Linked DNA regions of Ovis aries: region 2 is linked to region 1. A link is a contact called in public Hi-C data. All regions are on one chromosome and are shown on one strand. The core of a region is the stretch at or near the end of the contact, and the rest is flanking DNA. Distances in the headings are between cores, read along the strand shown. Region 1 holds the start of DCPS (decapping enzyme, scavenger). Region 2 overlaps KIRREL3 (kirre like nephrin family adhesion molecule 3).

Region 1 (3,694 bases), core at 638-3,137:
GGGCGGCCTGGAGAGCAAACGTAAACACTCCCAGGGCCTCTGCAATCCCAACACTCGGGGTTTCCTTCCCTGCAGTCTTCCTTCTGGGGAAGTCTAGCCAAAGGTACTCATGTTTCCTCTCCCACAGAAGATGTCTTCTCATCAGCCCAAATCCTTGTGGCATCCTTCTTCTGAAAGATGCAAAGCTTCTCTGCTATCTTCTCTTTTAGGCTCACAAGGCCTCTGTCAAATTCTCCCCATTTTACAGATGAAGAATCTGAGGTCTAGAGAAGATTAAGTGACTTGCCCAAAGTGACACAAACAGTCAACGTTGAAACAGAAAGTAGAATCTCTTGGGTATCCCAACTAGCTTCAAGCTCAAAGATTCTCTTGGTTAAAATCTTCAGCAGGCACCACAGACTGAAGACAGGTAGGCTCAGAGAACCAGACAGAACCTTGCTAAAACACAAGAGATGCAGGGATTTCCCTGGTGGTCGAGTAGTTAAGACTCCGGCCCTCCAATGCAGGAGGCATGGGTTCCATCCCTAGTCAGGGAACTAGGCTCCCGCATGGCCAATGAGACACAGAGATGGGCTCAGATGCCTCAGGTTCCCCCGAGCTCAAAAGGGAAAGCCCTTGCCAGGAGTTCTGGAGAACCCTCTGACGGCCTCCTCACTAGTTCTTGGGGTGGTCTTTGGTCTCTCCTGAGTCCCTGCTAGAAAGCTGAGCACATAGTATTTGAGCCAGCGGTGTCTGCCTACTGGAAGATACTGTGCATTCCTGGAGATCAAAGATGGTAATTCTCATCAATGCTGGCCTGTCAGCTCATGACATGTAGAATTGGACCAGCAATTGAATAAACTGTCTCCCCTGTTGGGGTGGAGTCCTGTAGAGCAAGGATCAAACCTCCCACAGTCTCTATGTCACTGCCTGGGGCCTGGATGAACAAGACCATCCAGCAACATATACTAGCTTCTGACAGAGGATGAGATGGTTGGATGGCATCACCAACTCCATGGACATGAGTTTGAGCAAGCTCTGGGAGTTGGTGATGGACAGGGAAGCCTGGTGAGCTGCAGTCCATGGGGGTCACAAAGAGTCTGACACCACTGAGTGACTGAACTGAATTACCACCTTACAGTAAAGAATCTGCCTGCAATGTAGGAGAGGTGGGTTCCATCCCTGGGTTGGGAAGATCCCCTGGAGAAGGGAATGGCAACCCACTCCAGTATTCTTGCCCGGAGAACCCCTTGGAGAGAGGAGCCTAGTGGGATACAGCCCATGGGGTCGCAGAGTCAGACAGAACTGAACGGCTAACACTTTCACTTTCACTAGCATCTTACAGGTTCAAAGAATGAACGATGAATGCTTAGGGACTTCAACATGTGGTTTTTAATCGGCAATACACTCTACTGGTGTTAGTTCTTTATTTTAGTAAAAGAGGAATTAGGAAATTTAGCCCTACGCGTGTTAATTCCCTTAGTTAATTTCACGGATAATCTTGTCCCTTCCACCAACCAACCCTCCGATGCATTTTAGTACACTCTGCCTCCCCCGACGCAGGAAAGCGATTGGTATTTTCCGAAGAATCTATTAAAAAAAAAAAAAAAAAATCCGCCTCCGAGGCGACGATTGGGTCACCCGCTTCCATATCCCCTCCCCAGAACTGCCTATTGGTACCTTCCCGTGCAGGAAAATGATTTTGTCCCGCGCAGACTCCCTCAGCACTTTTTTCACCCTAAAGCCGGAGAAAGGTAAGCGGACAGGGGCAGAAGTCCCATTCCCAACGCCCGCTTGCTCTCCCTCTGTGCTGGATGCCTCCGTCTCCTCGGCGTCCAGTTCGCGCTTTCTCTTGCTCTGAGGATAGGCTAGCTCCGCCATGCTGCCGGGCGGGAGGTGTGCGCCTGCGCAAACCTCACAAGCTGCTCCCTCCTCCGACAGGGGTGGCGACTACAACTCCCGACGTGCTTCGTGCCCAGAGCCGGGGGCTCTTCGGCGCTAAGGAGCCTAGGAGCTCAGATTCCTGGGACCTGCTCCCATCCAGCGTTTTAATTCGGGTTTACTTGTCCTTGATCCCCTTGTGCTGGCCCGCCCTCGTGGAGGCCGGTGCTGAGGGAAGAGAGAAGGCAGTAGGTCTCTAGCTAGAGACACTGCCGTGTAAAAATTCTATTTATAATTTCTCTGCAGCATCTGTAAAGGGCCATCACCTCAATGAAAGGCCAACTACCTAGAAATTTTTTTAAAAGCTGTCCCACTGGAGGAAACAAAAAATAGGAAACTTATCTGCCTCAACATCTGGCTCTGGAGAGAAGGGGGAAAAACAAAAATCCTGAAAACTTGTAATCACAGGTCAATTTCCATTCAGGTTTAGAATTTAGATTCATACTGCCTACATGATCCAGGAATTCAAACTGAAAAATCTATTTCAGCCAGGTTTTTAGTCTTCACCTCTTGTTGTTGTTTAGTTGCTGCATTGTGTCCGACTGTTTGCAGCCCCATGGACTGTAGCCCTCCAGGCTCTGTCCATGGGATTTTCTAGGCGAGAATACTGGAGTGGGTAGCCATTCCCTTCTCCAGGGGATCTTTCCCACCAAGGGATCAAACCCATGTCTCCTGCATTAGCAGGCAGAATCACCAGGGAAGCTCACCAGTAACAGACAAAAAGTATAATCTAAAAATAACTTGTAGTTCCCTCTGCAGTCTGGCAGATCCATCTCTTGCTTCAACAGTGCTTGGACGGAACAGACCCAGGGATGGCCCTCGCTCCAGCCTCCCACCACCCTCCAATCTTTTTTCCAGTGGCAGCCTTCAGAATCAGTCACTCAGCTGTCCACGATCACCAGGACCAGCCAGCACCATTTTTGGAGCTTAACTCCTTATTACTGATCAACCGTGAGCTCCCAGATTGATCAGAGTTACGCCACCGAGGTGGTGGCCGCGGTCAGCCACTTACACTGCGGGCCTTCTACACCTCCCTCTCTCTGGGCTTCTGTTTGGACTGCAGCATGGTGGCTCTGGAGGGTGTGGGCCACTTCTTTTGCAAATCGTCCAAGGAGAAGCGCGAGGGTCCTCAAGCATTTCTTGAAAATGCCAAGCCAGCGCAGCGGCTGCACCCTCTTCCTGGAGGTGCAGAAGCTGTCTCAAGAGGAGTGGGGGTAAAACCCAGGACGCTATTGAAGCTGCCCTTCTCCTGGAGACGAACCTAGAGCAGGCCATTTTGGATCTGCATGGCCGGGTTCTGCCCGTGCAGACCCCCACATCTGTGACTTCCTGGAGAACCACTCCCTAGATAAGGAGGTGAAACTCATCAAGAAGACAGGTAACCACCTGACCAACCTTCACAGGCTGGCTGGTCCCCAGGCAGGACTGGACGAATATCTCTTCAAAAGGCTAACCCTCAAGCAAGACTAGGAACCTCTGGAACCCAGGGGCCTTTTAGGAGCCCCCTAACGTCAGGGCTTCTGCCTGAAGCCCCTCTCTACAGCCATTAGGCAGCTTTTTAACACCCTCTCTCAAGCTTTGGACCACATGGAAAAAGTAAAGCTTTTTGCAGCACAAAATAAATAAAAATACCTTTTTCACTAGCAACAGAAAATACGACATGCTAAGGAATAAATCTCATAAAAAATGTGACTGACCAATATGGAAAAGACTTATACAAAGTTTATTGAAATACATTTAAAGCAAAGAAATGGAGTCATAACATTTTTACAAA
Region 2 (3,447 bases), core at 279-2,778, 700 kb before region 1:
GATGCTGGTGGATCCACATCAGCAAAACGGACGGATGCAGGAGAAGCTGCTAAGCTGGAGCCTGAGATGAGCCATGTTCTTAGAACCTGTGTGAGTCCTCATTGCCCAGGCACAGAGAAGGGCGTTGGGGGTTCCTTATGGAAATTGGGAAGCTAACCTTTGAACAGTGACCCCAAGTTGCAGCTCTCTCCCTTGTTTTTACTCCAGACTCTTCCTGAGTTGATCCCTTCCTTTGTCTGACCTTCAGTGTTACCTTGAGGATTCAAGGTTTCCAGTCCCCTCTTCCCAGGGAGAAATGATAGGTTGGCCTTTTGGGCTGAATAGCAACCAAGGAGATGCTACCTAGGAAACTCCTTTGTGACTGTTTTGACAAAAGCGAAAGCAAACACAAGGCAGGTGCTTTTCTTAGCTGGTTGATTAAAACCTCCATTTCTTTTATAGCCTGTGTGTCACATACTACTCAGCACTTAGGAGGTGAATGAATATTGAAATACTGAAGCATGGACTTCCCTTGCAGTCCAGCAGTTAAGACTCCATGCTTCCGCTGCAGGGAAGCGCAGGTTCAATCCCTGGTCAGGGAAGTTCTGCATGCCACGAGTGTGGCCAAAAAAATGGAATGTGAGAAAAAGTGAAAGAAAGAAAAAGCAGTCCCTCTGACACCCCCACTTCACCACACACCAGAGCAGAAGCTGAGACGCCCCCACAGAGGACAGAGGAAAGACCCTGAGAGTTTAAAGTATGGTCTTGCCCCATAGGAAGCTCTTCCTCTCCCAGCAAGGCCTTGAATGGCCATCGGGTCACCAGGAACACTGCCAAGAGAAATACCCTCTGGCAGCCACTGACCCCTCCCAAGAAACAGTCGGGCCTTCTGTTCTCTCCTGCATGCCAGTCCCCATCTCTGTCAGCCGCCTGCACGCGTCACAGGTGTCACAGCTCCGGTGTGACAGGCCACCTGTCACCTTTGGCGATGCTGGGAGCTATGACAGCTTCAGAGTGGCATGGGGCCGGGCTGGCTCATCATGCAGGCGTGCAGGGAACAGGAACTTGACTTGTCTCCTGGGGACCCGTCCCAGTGCCGCACAGGGAGCGACCGCCTTCCTTCCCTGCCCCAGTACCCTGGTCACAGAGAGAGAACAACTGCCAATTAATCTCCCCGTGGCTTTGTTCTCTATGTCCGAGGGCCCGCACTTTTCTATGCCTTGCTTAAGGATGCTGGCGTCTACCCCACGATCACAGGAAGTGTCATTCTTTGGGGAGCTGGACTCTGAAGCCTTTGTCTTGCATAAGACACTGGGTCCGTGTGTCTGGTGCGGAGAGGGCCTGTGTTTGTCTTAGGACCACATTGGTCAAGAGCTGTTGGAACATTAAATAGAAAGTTTGGGGATCTTAAAAACCAGGTGAGCTATGCAGTTCCTACATCTGCCTGATGGTGGCAGCAGCAGCGCTTGCAAAGCCCAAGAGTGAGCTGAGAGCAGGCGGCCCAAGGCCATCCCTTAGTACCAGGAAGAGAGGCTCCCAGGCCAGGGTAATAGGGCCCCTCTCTGCCCCGGGCCACCGGGCTGGGGCAGCTGAGGGTGGGCAGAGGGCATGGGAGGGAGGAGCAGACTTTCCTGGGAGCAGAGGCTCCCCAAGGAGGCTCGCTTCCTTTCTCCTCTTTCTGATGGATAAGAGGGCAGAGTGCTAAGGGGGATGCATGCCTGCGTGAAATGGCAAGAGGTAGGTGGGCACAGTTAAAACTGCTCAAGAGGCTTGGAAGAGCTACAGAGAGAGGGAGTGAGAGAGCTCTCAGCTAGTGAGGTCTGTCCTGGGGGTGATGGGTGGGCTAGTCCTCCCAGGCAGGCGGCTGGCAGCCAGGAATCCTGCTTCTCCCCAGGGGAGCCCATGCTCCTCTCAAGTGTTTGCCCCTTTAATGATCCAAGAGCCAGTATTTCTGCTGCTGCTCCACTCTGCTGCCGAAAAAGCCAAACAAACATGCTCAAATTAGTCCTCATTATCCCTGATCTCCTGGGCAGGCTCAAGAGGAGTCACACTGTTTTTACCTCTGGACTGAAACAGTCACCATTAAAAAATTGCTGCGAGCCATGGCTGCTTGTTTGAAAGTGTGTCTTTCTGGGCAGGGTAACCAAATCCTGACGTGGGCACTGGTAGCTGATGCCCTGTGCTCTGTCTGAGGGAAGTGGAGGGGTCCTCTTGGTCCCAAGAACTCCTGGTCTCTTCCTTTATCTTCTAGGGGGAGGCAGCTGCCTTGTTTGCCTTTTGAGAATTACAAGCAGGATGGACCAAAGGCTCCGGGTCAAACCACATACATCATAAACTAAGATAGTGGGCTGTGGGATGACAAGTTATCTTTTGAGCATCCCTCACCAGTCTCCTCTGTGTAGCCTGAGGGGCTGGTGGAACTGGCCATTTATGTTGCCTGAAATTGTCAGACCTTGCGTGGCCGACCATTAGGTTTCAGTTGCCAGTGGGATTAGATGAGGTTTGCTCAAGCCCGAGCAGCCTCCCACACCTGAGTCACCACCACCGTCCCTCGCTGCTTTCTCAGGAGCCAGGAGAGCTGCCATCTGCCCAGTCCTCACTGCCTGTCTTCCTGAGGGTGGGAGAGGTTGCAGTGGGGTTGGGATGAGGTAGGATGCTCTGTCCATTCTACTAACAGCTCCGCTGGCACATGGCAGTGAGCATCTCATGTCAGAGAAGAAAACCATTGGCATAAGGTTTGCAAAACCTCATTTGAAACTGCAGATTGGATGCTAACACAGGTCAGAGAGGAAAAGCAGAGCTGTGTAATTTGAGAATTTGCTAAAAAATAATAGAGGTAGCTCTCTTCCCCACACGAAAAGGTGTTGCAGCAAGGTGATATGTGCCTTTGGTCCTCTGCTTTGCTGTCCCCCAATTTGGCCACTTGATGCCCTTTCTCCTTTTACAAACATAGTCTTCCTTCTGGGCCCCTTCCATAGAGAGGGGGAATGGTGAGAACAGAAAAGAAGCAAAACTTCTCATAATCTCCTTGTGTTTCTCTAATATTGATGCCCTAAGCTGGAACCAGCCATGGGAAGGCTATACTGAGGCCTGTGGCCAGGTCCTTTGTTGAGTTGGCCTGCATTCACCTACTTAATCCTCTCAGCCATGTGACAAAAAGCCCGGACTGTCATACCCATTTGCAGATGAGAACTACTGAGGCTTAGATTCCATAACTTGCCCATAGGTCATACCACCACGGACTGTAGCCCACCAGGCTCCTCTGTCCATGGAGTTCTCCAGGCAAGAATACTGGAGTGGGTTGCCATTTCCTTCTCCAGGGGATCTTCCCAACCCAGCGACCAAGCCCAGGTCTCTTGCATTGCAAACGGACATTTTACCATCTGAGCCACCGAGGAAGTCCAGTAAGCACAGGACCATCACTTCAGACACTCGGATGAAGACCCAAATCCTTTGCTGCCCATCCCT

What was found. Hi-C and Micro-C count contacts between places; a contact is called where the count stands out from the background.
Region 2: a contact with region 1 is called in a Hi-C map of hypothalamus, with 3 times the contacts expected there. The contact joins the enhancer-like site here to the promoter of DCPS in region 1. A contact is called at or near these places in 2 of 16 Hi-C or Micro-C datasets (hypothalamus and tail adipose tissue).

What each region holds. Positions count from the first base shown.
Region 1 is chr21:27,106,526-27,110,219 of ARS-UI_Ramb_v3.0, reverse strand. DCPS (decapping enzyme, scavenger) reads right to left here and starts at 1,887. Exons shown (of 6, transcript XM_012101890.5): 1 at 1,660-1,887. The coding sequence starts at 1,860. It overlaps LOC114110110 (a long non-coding RNA gene), which reads left to right and starts at 1,642. Exons shown (of 4, transcript XR_009597829.1): 1 at 1,642-1,733. TIRAP (TIR domain containing adaptor protein) reads right to left here. Exons shown (of 6, transcript XM_060404009.1): 6 at 3,623-3,694.
Region 2 is chr21:27,806,917-27,810,363 of ARS-UI_Ramb_v3.0, reverse strand. The region is part of intron 1 of KIRREL3 (kirre like nephrin family adhesion molecule 3); the gene reads left to right. Among named protein-coding and RNA genes, the nearest start is that of KIRREL3, 12 kb to the left of the region's middle. Within about 2 kb of position 1,528, at least 11 of the 54 cell types and tissues checked have an H3K27ac peak or open chromatin away from gene starts, as enhancers often do. A contact at or near this core is called in hypothalamus, where this site is marked.